Regions from separate parts of the Columba livia genome. Here region 2 is linked to region 1. The links are chromatin contacts, called in public Hi-C maps. All regions are on one chromosome and are shown on one strand. The core of a region is the stretch at or near the end of the contact, and the rest is flanking DNA. Distances in the headings are between cores, read along the strand shown.

Region 1 (7,099 bases), core at 1,482-3,981:
TTGAAAAATTACAGACCCAGATATATAAAAACATTTACATTGTTGGAAATTATCCCTTTTTATGTCTAAAACTTTTTAGCATACTTAATGTGGGAAGTAAAAAGCTGGCATTTACTATGCTTTACTCACTCAAAGTACTGAACAAATAATAAAGTATTCTAACTACATTATTAATAAACACAACCATTTCCTTCAATTTTATGGAATAAACAACAGCAAAGCAGCACAGCAACAGCAACGACTGGACACTTCCCAGCCACATTCTCCTTGACATTGACTTGCAAATAGCCCCAACTTTTGACCATCTGGCCTGGAGGATCTTGCAGGCATCTGGATTTAGACATCACTAACAAACTACTTCTGGCAAACCTGAAGGCTTTGTCTATGTAGCTCTCTCATGCTTGTAACTCTACAACAGCCTATCCATGTCCAACTCCCCACTCTGCAGGACAAGCAAGTTTGAGAGCTTGCCCCTCTCCCACAGTGGAACAGAGAAAACCTCACATCAGCTCACACAGTGCATTGAACAACAGCCAACACCATCTACCAGCTGGTCAAAGTCACTCACTTGCCTACACAGCAACAAGAGGTAACAGCCCCTGATAGATCAAATAAATGCAGCAGCTCTAGTGCTTCTACGTAGGGATGTACAGGGGCTGATGAAGGTTAGGTCAGCACAGGGAGGTCAAGGTAAGCAGTAGCAATGAGGGAGACTGAGAACACAAAAAACATTTAGGTATTAATTATGCAGCTTGTGCAATTAGTATGGTATCTAAGATTATCCCAGTGATGAAAAAATGTTAAGGACCCTGTTCTACTCCACATGTTTGACATACGACTACCACTAAATGTTTCATGAAGTGACGGCAAATTGATTACCTAGCCTTACCCTAGACATACTTGGGTTTTAAATATCTTTAGGTTCAATACTATTTAACTACCATTGCCTTGGCTCCTGATGGCACTATCTTCAGTAGTTTTTGCACTCTGTGTACTGGTAGACACAGAACTAATGCTTGAAGTCCGAGAGCGATTTTGAAGAGCAGTTGCCTTGCTCTTCTCTTTTTTGGAGTCCATCCTTCCATTAGGCTCTTTCTCTGAACTGTTGAGAAAATCAAATAGCAAGTCATCATCAGGTTCTGACTTTTTTCTTCTCACAAAATGTGAGGAAGCTCTGGGTATGGAAGCAGTTTCTACAGAAGGAACTTCTGAAGATGTCCTACGTGCTGGTTTAATATTTGCTGTTCCTGCTAGGATTGTGGCCTTCTGATGCTTAATATTATCAGCTGCTGAGGAGATGTAGGCTGCTTTGGATGACGTCTGATATTTCAGTTCTCCAGTATGCTGGTGCAATTCAGAATATTCATTGACAGAGTCCAAATTCTTCTTATTATCATAAACTGCACTGCTTGCTGTGTCTTTTTTGCTCAGAGCGGATGCAGCTCCTTGATCAACTCTGTTGAGTAGATCTTCTGCCTTTCCAGCAAGATCAGCAAGCCAAGACATGATGGATGTCTGTCGATAAACTCTACAAAATTAATATTTCAGGAACATATGCTGCAAAAGACATAGAATGATTACAAATCAGACTGGTGTTGATAAGGCAAGATGTATGGGTTACCTAAACAACTGTTGTGTTAAGCTATTACTGTTGTAATTACTTTAATATTTTCATTGTTTTAGTAACTGGCGGAAATAAATCAAATCAGTTTCTCAGGAAACGAGACAAAAACAAGGCTGAGCAATCAGGCCACCATCTCTGCTTCTGGCATCAGCACCTGCTACTGAGTGTCCAGTCTGCTAGCCAATCTGAGAGAATAATAAAAAATAAAGTCACCTTAAACCTGACAAAACCAAACTCAGTTGGAGGAGGAATCATAGAACGTCCTGAGTTGGAAGGGACCACAAGGATCATTGAGTCCAACTCCTGTCCCGGCATATGACAACCCCACAGTTCACACCATGTGTCTGAGGGTGTTGTCCAGTCTCTTCTTGAACACTGTCAGGCTTGGGGCTGTGACACCTCTCTGGGGAGCCTGTTCCAGTGCTCCACCACCCTCTGGGTGAAGAACCTTTTCCTAATGTCCAACCTGAACCTCTCCTGTCACATCTTCCTGCCATTGCCTTGAGTTCTGTCACTGGTCGCTAAAGAGAAGAGTTCGGTGCCTGCCCCTCCTCCTCCCCTTGTGCGGAAGCTGTAGCCGCAATGAGGTCTCCTCAAAAAGCAGACAGATGCTTATTACAGGAACAGATAACAACAAAGCCTAAGATGTTTGGCCTGCAGATTCGTATTCCGTATCAGACAGAGGAACTTCCCACACGGCAAACTTGGCAGACTGCTGCCCCTCCTGTGACACCAACACAGGGGACCGGTGCGGGCCTCCACCTGCGCTCCCCTCCCCCCTCACCACAGCCAACCGTCCCGGTTCCACCTGTCCCGGTACCACCCCCCGCCCCCACCCGGCGGCCCTCAGGACCGGCAGAGGCTTCAGCACAACCAAACCTCACCTCCTCCCAGCGCGGGAGCCCCTCCCGGCCCGAGAGGAACCGTGAGGCGGGTCAAAGGGACGGGGGAGCCAGGCAGCAGCAATCCCTACGAGGCCCCACACCGACCTCGGCTGTGCAGCCCCATCTTCCGGCAGACGTGGCCGACTTCCGGGACACGGCGCGCATGCGCAGGAGGCGGCGGGTGTTGCGTGAGGTGGCACTGGGCGTCAGCCCCGACCCTCCCACCGGGCGGGGGCGGGGCCGAACGGTCACGCCCCCCGCCCCGGTGGGAGGGGCGGGGCGGAGTCTGAAGGGGGCGGGGTTGAGTCTGAAGGAGGCGGGGCTGAGGCTGGAGGAGGGGAAGCGGTCGGTAAACGCCTTTCAAGGGTTGGCGGTCCCCACGTCCCTGCACTTCTGGCTTGTGGTGGCAGGAGGAGCTCCAGCGCCTCAGAGAGACGGGTCTTCGCCTTCACAGAGTGCCCCTCGCCTGCTCCAGGGGCGGGAAGCTCTTCTTGTTCGTTCTTCTCCAGGTCGGGATATCAGACAGTCGTACAGACTTAGTGGAAAAAAAAAAAAATAAAACAAAACACAGAATCGCAGAATGTTAGGGATTGGAAGGGACCTCGACAGATCATCTAGTCCAATCCCCCTGCCAGAGCAGGAACACCTAGATGAGGTTACACAGGAAGGTGTCCAGGCAGGTTTTGAATGTCTCCAGAGTAGGAGACTCCACAACCCCCCTGGGCAGCCTGTTCCAGTGCTTTGATACCCTTACTGAGAAGAAGTTTCTTCTCATATTTAAGCAGAACCTCCTGTGTTCCAGTTTGTACCCACTGTCCCTTGTCCTACCATTGGTTGTCACCAAGAAGAGCCTGGCTCCATCCTCCTGACACTCACCCTTTATATATTTGTAAACATTAATAAGGTCACCCCTCAGTCTCCTCTTCTCCAAGCTAAAGAGCCCCAGCTCTCTCAGCCTTTCCTCATAATGGAGATGCTCCACTCCCTTCATCATCTTCGTTGCCCTACGCTGGACTCTCTCCAGCAGTTCCCTGTCCTTGTGGAACTGAGGGGCCCAGAACTGGACACAATATTCCAGGTGTGGTCTCACCAGGGCAGAGTAGAGGAGAAGGAGAACCTCTCTCGACCTACTAACCACCCCCCTTCTAATAAACCCTAGGATGCCGTTGGCCGTTTTGGCCACAAGGACACTGGACTTCTGCAGGGTGAACTTTGGCCTTTTCAAACACCTCAGCCTTGATATTGCCAATAAATGACAGGAGTTTTGACCAGAAGAAACTACATGGGGCATTTGTTGTAGGAAATTATTACCTTGCCTATATAATAGGCCCAGACAGGATCTCTCAGCAAAGCATATTTAATTAACGATTTTGCAAGACTGGGTGTTCTACCTAATGGTAGGCACATGGAATAGGGCAAAAAGCCCCTGCTTATATTACCCCCAAATCCCGGCTGCAAATTCCCTCCCCTGTTCCCCATTAGCTGGTAATCCAGGGTTTAAAGACTACCCAATGCCTGCCTCAGTTTACCTGTCTCATTCATCTAATTCTAACAACCTCTCCCCTTATTGATTGATTTAAAATATGGATTCCTGGCTCTTTGGTTACCTTTCCCTCTAGCTTAGCTTTTTAAATACAGTAATCAGTTTGCATTCCAGGATTAGTTCAAAGAGGCTTTGTTTTACATTAAGGATTCATAGTCTGATGTCTCTCGGTCCTTGCCAACAGCTGGGGTCAGGCACCAGGTTCCCAGTTTTGTAAAAACAACATTCCTCCCTCAATGGCTCCTTACATTCATGTTCTGTTCTCCACAACTCGGGGAAAATGTGGAGGGAATAACCTCCTGATCTTCAAGGACAACTGTAATGTACCAAGTAACACGGGGACCCAGATATGACCCCCCCACCCTCCCTCACAAAACAAATATAAATAACGAAAGGTGTCCTTTTAACCTCCTGGGTTCAAAAATATTTTATCAGAAGCTTTAGTGTCCAGGCTCACCCTTATCCTGTTGCAACAGTCCTTCCCATCGTTTGTCCTGTATGATAACACTAATATCGCCTTGTGTCTGCTGAAAATACTTGAAAGGTGCTGTGCAAGCAAAGGCAACTCTTACTTGGGTAACAGTTAAATACGTTGAGGATGTCTTAACATTTTTTTCAGATTAAGTTCACATAAGGTATCATGGTTAGTCTTAGAAGAGACATTAGTTGAGGTTAACACAAGGGCTTCCCATGTCCTTAGGGAGTCCTTTATAAGAGAATATCCTGGGACTAGTAAAGAAATAATCCAAGCTCTAAAGACACAATTTTCTCAGTTTTCAGTTTCCCTTCCACAAAAATGCTCAGGATTTTCTGAGGCCATTTCCTGATGACCAATTGTTGTGTGTCCAGTGCATCTACCACACCAGTTCAAGTGGCCCATTTCCTTTTACAAAGTCCCATGATTTAGAGGTTTGCGTGACAAAAAAGAAAAAAAAGATTGTGCTCAGCACTCTTTTTGGATAGATTTGCACTATTGGGCAAGTTTTGCCTCCACTCTAAGAATAAAAAAAGACTTTAAAACTTACTTTTGTTATGTGAAAAGTTCTAGTGTCCTACAAGGAATAAAATACTGTTCCAACAGTGAGTGATACTTATGAATATTTATCATCATTAATTATACAAAAGGAACATTCAGAAGGAAGGATTGTTTTTTCTGACAGATAAAGAGGAGATGTACTATCGCATGTGTGTGTATGGAGTTGAAATAAACAGCAAGTAACTTACCTAATTTCAGAACAGTTTTAATAGTAGGGCAAGAAGAAAAGAACACTTCTCCTGTGATGTTGTTTCATCTGTCTTGAAGTTACTGTAATCATTAGCTGAAAGGGGAAGTGGAGCCGCAGACATCTGTTTTGCATATCAAGCACCTGATGGTGAGTGAAGAAGAAGAAGAAAACCAAAACTTTTTGTGGAAAGCTATCTCGCAGCTTCAGTTAACTGACAGGTCAGCTAACACAAATGTTGGAAGAGATAGTTTCAGGAAAACGGCTCATGTCACATACAAAAGAATAAGAATGGATCTTATTTCACAATTGCTTCAGTCCTAAAAGCAAATGTATAATATGGCAAATTCCCCTTACAAAAAGGACTTCACATTTCCTTACTCTTAACAAGTAAGTCTAACTTAGAGATAGTATTTTCAGTAATTTTCAGTCACTGTGTCAAGTCAAAAACTTTTGGTTGATGTCAGATTTATATGTGGGAGCTCAAGGTCCCTCTCGCATTCTTGTCCATATACATTTTAATATTTAGACTCTCAAATGGTGTGCCTGAGTGAAGACACTCAGCCAGAACAGTTTAGAGGGACTCCCAGTTTGTGGATGTCCCCATACTTGTGACTGTAACCTCTTCCCCTCTCATCATCTGTGACTCAGTTTCACAAACCTGCAGTACTTGAACGCTTTCAAGCTGTTATCTCTCTTCTGGAAATACTAAGTAAGAATGGCTATTAAGTGTACTTAATATTAGGTTAGGGTATTTTGTTGTTGTTCTTTCTTTCCTTGCAATCCCTCCATTTGTTTCCTCAAACAATCTTCTATACAAACATATTGCAACTAACTGCTCTCCTTTCTCCATGAAGAACTTCTACTCATGCCTGTGGTACCAGTAAGAATGAATGAAGACAACACTTACAGCTCCTGCCACTTCAGATCCTTCTCTGCCGAGGACCTGTTCTCCTGAGTTTCTGATTATAATGCTGAATGCATGGTTGGTGGCACACATCCACATATCCCCAGAGCTCTAGATGGCATCTTGTCATATCACGTCTTACAAGTATTCTGTGGTTAAATTCACAGGTACACTGAATGTTGTTATCAAGTAGCCTCCGTACATCTTATCATGGTAATCCTCTTCCTGTGTAGGACAAAGGCTCCAGAACATTTGTCTGCAGATATGAATTATCAATTAATGTTGGGCCTTATTAGGACTTAAACCTCGGGAGGAGACATCAGCCCTATTGCCTGTTCAGAACATGCAGTGCTAGTACTGGCATGAGTTAATAGAAAATCCATCCTGTCTCATGACACATTAAGCAGCATATTGGCAATAATAAACCAAATGAATTCCAACCAACTTCTTTATCATGTGACTTAGCTGCACATAATCATTGTTTCAACTAAAACATCTTCTCAGACACCAAGAAAAAAAAGAGTTCAGGACTCCACAGAAGTAAAAAAAAAAAAAAAGAAAAAGTAGAGTATCTTCTTTTCATGAAATATTTAAAACCCTAACAACCCATGCCACCAGTGTGGGATGGGGAGCTCATCTAGGCTACTCAAGTTAATCATAACATCCTGGAGCTAAAGGAATTTGTAGTATATGGCAGATTGTTTTTAAGTGTTATAGTAGCATCTGTTTAAATTTCAACACGCAATGGCACAATTAATTTTCATGTAAGTCAATAAAAAAGAGGAGGGGTTTTTAAGATATTGTATTAATTACAAATCAATTCTAGTTTTATTCTACTTGTTAGGTCTTCGAAACACATCACAAATCACCTCAGTGGAAGATTCACATGTGACTGTGAATGTTTGAAGTATTAGATCA
Region 2 (7,096 bases), core at 2,841-5,340, 42 kb after region 1:
AATTCTGGATTTTTTTCTATACTGTTGCTAACTATTAGCTTTTTAAAAAAGTTAATGAAGTTCATTACAATGACTGGTTTGCAGACTGGTTGAAGAGTGAAAAAAACAAAGGTTATTCCTTAAGCTTTAACTCCTTAACAGTTTAAAGAAATGAATTGCATTCAAGAACTATCGGGCGTGAACAGCAGAGTTAAAACTGTGAACAGTAAAATTCTTTGTGGGTAGAAAGCACTGTTTCCCAAAGAAAAACACGAATATCTAATGCTGTAAATTTAGCACCAGTATGATATAATTAAATGTATATACACACAAACCTGTGGGAAGTCATGGAGTACAGGAATCGCCTGTGAAAAATAATAAAGTTGACAGTTTCATCAACCTACAGGGCAATGCAGTGTTAGACATCTGGTGTTTTGAAAAGGAATGAAAGCTAATTTATTTTATGATGTTGCATTAAAAGATTATCTATACCTGGAAGCCTTTTATAAAACAGGTCATCTCAAAAACCAACCAGACAACACGCCAAACCCACAAACAAAAAAACCACAAAGCCCAAGGCCCAAACAAACAAAAACAACAAAACAAAGTTAAAAAAACCTCAAAACCATCAACAACAAAAAGTATCAAAAGCCTAAAATCATGTTTGAAGGCACCACTCCTCAGAGATGACTCAGTAAATAACAAGCAGAGGAACAAATTAGAGGTTACGAGGTGATTCAAAATAGTTTCAGGATGTCCATACCTTTTTACCTGTGGAGACAGGGTACAGAAATACTTCTGGGTTCTTTCCAGAGTATGTTAAAACATAAAAAGTACCTCATATCCATAGGAAAAGAAAAAGCTTTGGAGAAAACTAAGCCAGTATCCACAGGATGGAGGGGGTAGCTCCACTCAGAGGAAAGGGGTTGTAGGGTGTATAAGTGAAATTACATTTCTATAAAGAAGAGCCAGATAAAGCCAGGAGCATAAGCACTTTCAGCTGTCTGCTGAGTGAGTGAGAGAAAGTCCCAGAGAACATGTAGTGTCAAGATGGATGGGGTAAGGTTAAAAACTATGTGGAACTGGGCTTTACTGCATTAATAAATGAAAGTTTACATCTTGGGAGTTGTTGGAAGTTGAAATATTTGATGCTTTTCAGATGCTTCTTGTTTCTTTTCAGCTGTAAAGCTTTTTTTTTTTTTTTTTTTTAGCAGAAATCTAAAAATAAGAGAGAATGACATTTTTGAGTGCCCAAATGTGTTGCAGGTGTTCCCCTGGTGGCAGTAGGTAGGGTTGGCCACATAGGACAGCTTTCAGGTAGTCTGACTGGTATGTGTGTACCAAGAGCCCCCACTCACTTTGAAAGAACAAGAAACATGACTCCTTCAAAGCCATGTTTGACTATATACATGGAATCTGCCAAGTTTTACACATCTCTGCTTTTAGAACTGTTTTCTGTTCTAGAAATCCAGCCTGCTTTCTCAGGCACTTAGCATCATTAGTTCATAGTTTTAACAATTTTCTTCACCCTTTAGAAATACCTATTTTCTTCTGGAGTATTCAGAGGGGGCTTTCTGGTCTTCAGGATTTTCATTTCTAAAGTGCAGAAGGAGAGCTAGAGTCACTTTACAGCCAAGGGTTTCCAGCCATACTAAGTAGGCCTCAAAAAGTAATTACCAGATGAAAATCATCTGCCAACACACTTTATTTTCACACATTACTGACACCCAGGTGGCACTTACACCTCACTAACATAAGTGTCTTGGCCATCCTGCAGGCCCTTGTAGCTCAGGATGCAAAGCTGAAACACGAGAGAGTGGGACTTTGTTCTGCCCATTTTCCTCCTGTAAGACTGGTTTCCAGTGCTTCACCATCTGAAATGCTGCCCATGGCAATGTTACCCCTTCCCTCAGAGATGTGCTGAAATGGAAGAGATGCATCTGCTGAAGGTGTCACTGCAGCCACAATGCCTTCTGAGATGCAGCAGGTTCTTACCCGCACCCCGCAATAAAAGCATTTATGTGCTATTGAATTTCCAGTTTGTACCCAGAGCCCCATTTCCTCTGCAGTCACTCAGGGAGCAGCCCCATAGGAGAAAAAATACGAATCACCTTCATCTGCATTGATCAATACATTTGTTTTAAGGCCTCCAAATAGCATCACACAGGCTTAGTGCCTGCATGGCAGGCTGTTTATTTTGAGATGGGAATAGAACCTGGTGAGAAAATCATTCTAGAATTGTGCAAGGTCAGTCTTACGCCAGAGTACCCTGTGGGGTATTGGGCAAGTGCAGACACCCTCGCCCTTCCCGCAGTCACACGGCTGCTCGGGCTGCCTTTCCTAGAATGCTGGAGTGCAGGAATGACTTCTGCAAAATATGGAAAACTGTCAGGTTCCCAGCAAATTGTCATCACCAGGCAGAACAGGGCAAAGTTGAGGCTGTGTTATTTACAAAAACTTTTCCTGAGCAGAATAGTTGTATATACTCGTGATTCCTGGGACAAGTGCCATCTGCACCAGCCAGGTCTTCCTGGCCTCCTCCTCCTCATCGCTAGGAACAGAGTCCAACGCCCTTTTCCCAGCTGTTCTGTGCCAAATCTGCCATGTGTTTCTCCCCAACATCCTGCTGTTCACTGCCTTTCCTTTGAGAGGATCTGGAAGGCATGATGGGCCTCCATAGTATACTGTATGCTGACTAGTTCTATATAATGCAAATTTACATGGACACAGTTTAGTTCAGAGTGCATGTGACTGCCTTCCCTTCTTTACTAGCAAAAAAACAGAAGGCAGATCACCTGGAGTTGGAGATCATGCACTTTTTTCGAGATTCCAGTAGGTAATAGTATTTTAGCTCTGTCCAAACGAAGTTGCATCCTCTCTCACAGCTTAAGGTAAGTGCTGAGCAGCTGTGCCTGTTGCAGGGCAGAAGGCTGAAGGATTCTCATTCCTGGGCTCAGTCTCTGCCCTGTGAGAAAAGCCATGGAGCAGCAGCAGAGGGGAAGGGCCCTTAAGCTAAAGTCCTGACTAAGCAGCATTTCATACCAAGAGCTCAGGCAATTCTGAATCAGAGGCTGCTTCCTTCCTTGGGACACGATAACCCAAAAGAGGCAGGAGACAACAGCAATATTTCAACTCCGTAGTTCCATGTACCATGGGCAGGGCTGGCTGGTGTTCTGCAGCAGCAACACCCATCCTAGGCAGGACTCTGGTGTGACAGGCAGGGCCTTCGTACCAACTGGACAGGAGGAAAACATTTTTCACAGTGGGAGGGACTGAAATGCTGGAACAGAGCCCCAGTGAGGCTGCGTGATCCCCAGCCCTGCAGACCTGCAGCACTGGAAGGATGAGGCCCTGAGCAAACGTGGGAGGCAGCACCACTTGAGCGGGGCTTGGATTGGAGACCTCCAGGGGGCCCTGCCAGCCTCAATCACTCCACAAGCCTGTGGAAAAAAAACAGTCTTGTGCTGGGTTTCAAAGTACAGTTGGCGAGTCATGCATGATGCCCAACATTCTTGAATTCAGTAGGAAAACTGCCTTTGATTTCCATGGAGGTCATACGTGACCTGCTGGTGTAATTATTGCGGTGAATTATTGACAGATTGTATCACTGGGTGCAAAGTGGCATTAAACCACCTCTGTGTATGAAGTGGCCACTTGGGCTTCTTGGTTTTAATTTGCAGAAGTTGCTGGGCTCAGCAGGTCTCACTCTTCTTCTCGCTCTCTCTCATGCTGGGATCCTTTCCTTGAGTGATTGTTGCACAACAATTCTGTAAAAACAAGTGTTTGAGGAGGCCTTGACTGGATTGCACAACAGTACTTGGTCAAAGTTTTCTGAAACATTCTTGTCTGCTGATGGCTCATGTGAGGTCCAGAGCATGAGTCACGGCCCGAACATCTTGACTAACCCAGGGAGGCCATGGATCACCAGACTGGACTGCTTCCTCCTTGCCTGGCTGCAGCATGAGGAAACCCCATGGCAAAGCAAATTAATAAAACCCCATGGATAATTTAAAAACACCCATTTCACTCACACATTTGCCTTTTTTTTCCCTCCACCACTTGAAATGTCAGATACCAGCTAAAACAGTGCAAGATCCTGAGCACCAGGCTCCGGACAGAGGGACATGCTGAACGACTCCAACAGCCTCCACACTGGGCACCCAGAGCTTTACCAGGGACACCAAAACAGCATCACGTTTGTTCCAGACAGGCTGTTTCTCCATGACAGAGAGCCTCACTCTGGCAGAGCCTCAGTCCCACTGCTGAGCTGTGAGCTTGGAGAGGCAGCAGCCGTCTCTGTCCTGGGTCCTCCAGGATCCCATTGTCCTGGTCACCTCCGGGCTTGCATTCCCTGACAAAGGACAGCTGTGGTTGGGCCCTGGAGGAGCCGGGTCACCCCTATACCCCAGAGATGAATGTTTGGCAAAGTTGTTGCTGGCGAATTATATAATGTCACCAAACAGGCCAGGTGCCCCACAGCCTCTGAGCAAGCCCTGCTCTGCACCAACTCCCAGCTCAGGGATTTCCCTCCAGGCAGCTCTCAGGCAGGCACAGTAACTCACATCACTGTCAATCACCTCTGAATTCAGGAGAGCCACGACAACCTTTGCAAATCAAATCAGAGCTTTGCAGTTGTTATGCCAGAAGAGCATGTTGCATGTGCAATTTGAGAGCCTATGTAAAAGCCCACAGAAATTCAGCTGGCACTCCTTGCATTTTGAAAACTGGGATCTGCAGGTCTGATTTTGGGACTAGGCTGTGGTAAATTTTAGTCTGAGCACATTTGGAATGCAGTGATTTACCACTGTCACGGTTTTCATGGGCTCCAGTGACCAGCAGTATAATCCGTGGTTTCCCCTTGCCCCAAGGTCCAGCTGCTGACTCAGGTGTCCCAGGACACTGTGAGATGCTGGAGCGCTTCACTTTATCAATTTGTTGCTTGACCCTGGCCACTACAAAGTCTGGTTGCTCTCTGGAAATATCCAGCAGAAGATCAGTCCCAGCTTCCTTCCTTGCATGTTTCTACTTTAGCCTCATCCCCATCAGATTACTTTAGGCTCATTAACTGTGACTGTTAAAGCATAAAGATAACCTGATGAGGCCAAGGACTTTGGCAGACATATACATCTTTGTTCTTGGGGATTAAAATAATTTACAGCAAGCACAGCAGATCTAAGCTGCTGGTCAAACATACCACAACTCTAGGTCTGGCGTTGGGAACCCCAGTCCCACTGTACATGGACCCCGTGCAGTGTGATACCTGGGCACAGGTGGTGGGAGCCAAGGGAAGTACCTGGCTTGGAGCCCTACCAAGGTGGTGAGGAGGCTGGTGGGAGGTGGGCCAGAGAGCTAGTCTGGGCCCTCGTTTGGGTGGGGAAGAGAGGTGCAAGGCAGGGGGGATGTCTCCTTTGGGAGAGTGGGTGCAAAAATGGAGACTTTGGAGAGTATGTGTGTGGGAGTAGGCCTGAGAAAAAAAGAAGGTTCCTAAGTGATGCTGCCCAGAGATTGGACCCTCCTGCTATCACAGCCCCAAGGGTGACAGCCGAGATCATCCTTGGTATGACCAACATGGAGCAGGCCAGCCCTCAGGACACATGGACACCAGTGATTATGCCTGTGATGGAAATGGGACAACTGGCCTCTCTGTGGGGTGTGTCAGGGATTTACCGGCAGTGCTTCCGCCCCAGGAGGAAACTGCCATGAGCTCATTCAGCATGCAGGTGGTGGTCAGAGGAGCCAAGCAGGGTGGGGACATGTTGCCTCACAGCCAGTGTGCCCAGGGGACCCTGTACATGTGCAGGTGAGGGCCTGCCACCCAGGGCAGGGCAGCAGAAGGGTGAGAGCTGACATCCTTGCCATAGCCTGCAGCATGGGCAGGGGAAGCCAGTGTTGGGTAAGCAAGTCTGGCAGCTCCTATGGCCATGGGGGCTCCCTGGGTGCCTGTCCCACTGCTACAGCCAGGAGCAGACAGCAGGGGCACCAGGGGCAGCCCCAGTCCTGGGCATCCCTGGGGATGGGAGCAGGCTGAGGCCAGGCAGGGCAGGGCTGGAGCTGGAGCCTGCCCTGCTCAGCATCACCAGAGCAGGGGCTGACAGCCCTGGAAGGCTGACATGGGGTCCTGGGCTGTGTGCTGTGTGGTCCTGGGGAGAGACTGGAGGCAGCAATGGCTGTGAGGGCCCTCAGGGCCCTGAGAGCAGCATCTCCTTCTCCAGATCGCTACTGGAAACCTGTATCTCAAGTTTGGTCACAGCACCCCAAGTGCCACCCTGAGAGCAGCACAGGCTCCCAGCAGGAGCACACTGCCCTGCAAGAGGCTAATGGCAGCACAAGGGAGGGTTCAGCTCCGGCATGCTGCGGGTGTGCTGCCCAGGGGCAAGGTGGAGGTGCCGACAGCTGCACAGGAGCAGAAATAACCATGGATTTGGAGTCAGCTCAGTCCTGGTGTCACATGCTGCAAGATCTGCACATGACGACCTCGAAATCAAGACTGCTGTTATTCACTGTTCCTCATTCTTGGTTGTCCCTTCCTGACAAGACGTGCACACAGCCCGAGCTGGCAGATGCACAGCACTGGCTCACTGTCTGTGTGCAGATCTGGCCAGTGCACTCCAGCTGGGGCACATAGACACGGGCATTTCAAGCCCCTGAAACTGCAAGAGTGACCAGCTACATGTGATACCATTTTACCTTTGGAGGTTCATGAGTAAGACAGGAACCTTGGTCAGCTTGGCCCAGCATTCTTTTTTGAATGTTGATGAGAAGAAGCAACAGCAGCTTTGAGCAAAACCACAGTAAAACATTCTTTCTTTCTAATCAGATCTTTGCTAGGCCTCATCCCATGTTTGTGTAGCTGCAGTGGAGGTTACTTGCATCCTGCATACAGACAATCCAGTATCTGTGTTGGCAGTGGGAATTTTGCCAGAATCAAGGCACCCAGAAGACATGGATCTGTCTTCAGTTAAAGCTCCTGCTTCTTCATTATCCAATCCTGAAAAACTGTTTTCAAATTTCATTAAATGCATTTTTTTATTGGTTCAGTTTATTCTGTAGGAATTTAGGTTTGCAGGGAAATTTAAGTCTGCAATGACTGAATGACTGAAAGCATAGGTAGAAAGGA

The links. A called contact is a pair of places that touch in the nucleus more often than the background predicts.
Region 2: a Hi-C map of liver shows a contact between it and region 1, with 4 times the contacts expected there. The contact joins the enhancer-like site here to the promoter of GOLGA5 in region 1. A contact is called at or near these places in 2 of 2 Hi-C or Micro-C datasets (crop and liver).

What each region holds. Positions count from the first base shown.
Region 1 is chr5:17,425,053-17,432,151 of bColLiv1.pat.W.v2, forward strand. It overlaps GOLGA5 (golgin A5), which reads right to left and starts at 2,732. Exons shown (of 13, transcript XM_005506135.3): 1 at 2,509-2,732; 2 at 942-1,557. The coding sequence starts at 1,506.
Region 2 is chr5:17,465,356-17,472,451 of bColLiv1.pat.W.v2, forward strand. LGMN (legumain) reads left to right here. Exons shown (of 14, transcript XM_065063636.1): 14 at 1-390. Among named protein-coding and RNA genes, the nearest start is that of LGMN, 28 kb to the left of the region's middle. Within about 2 kb of position 4,091, at least 1 of the 3 cell types and tissues checked has an H3K27ac peak away from gene starts, as active enhancers do.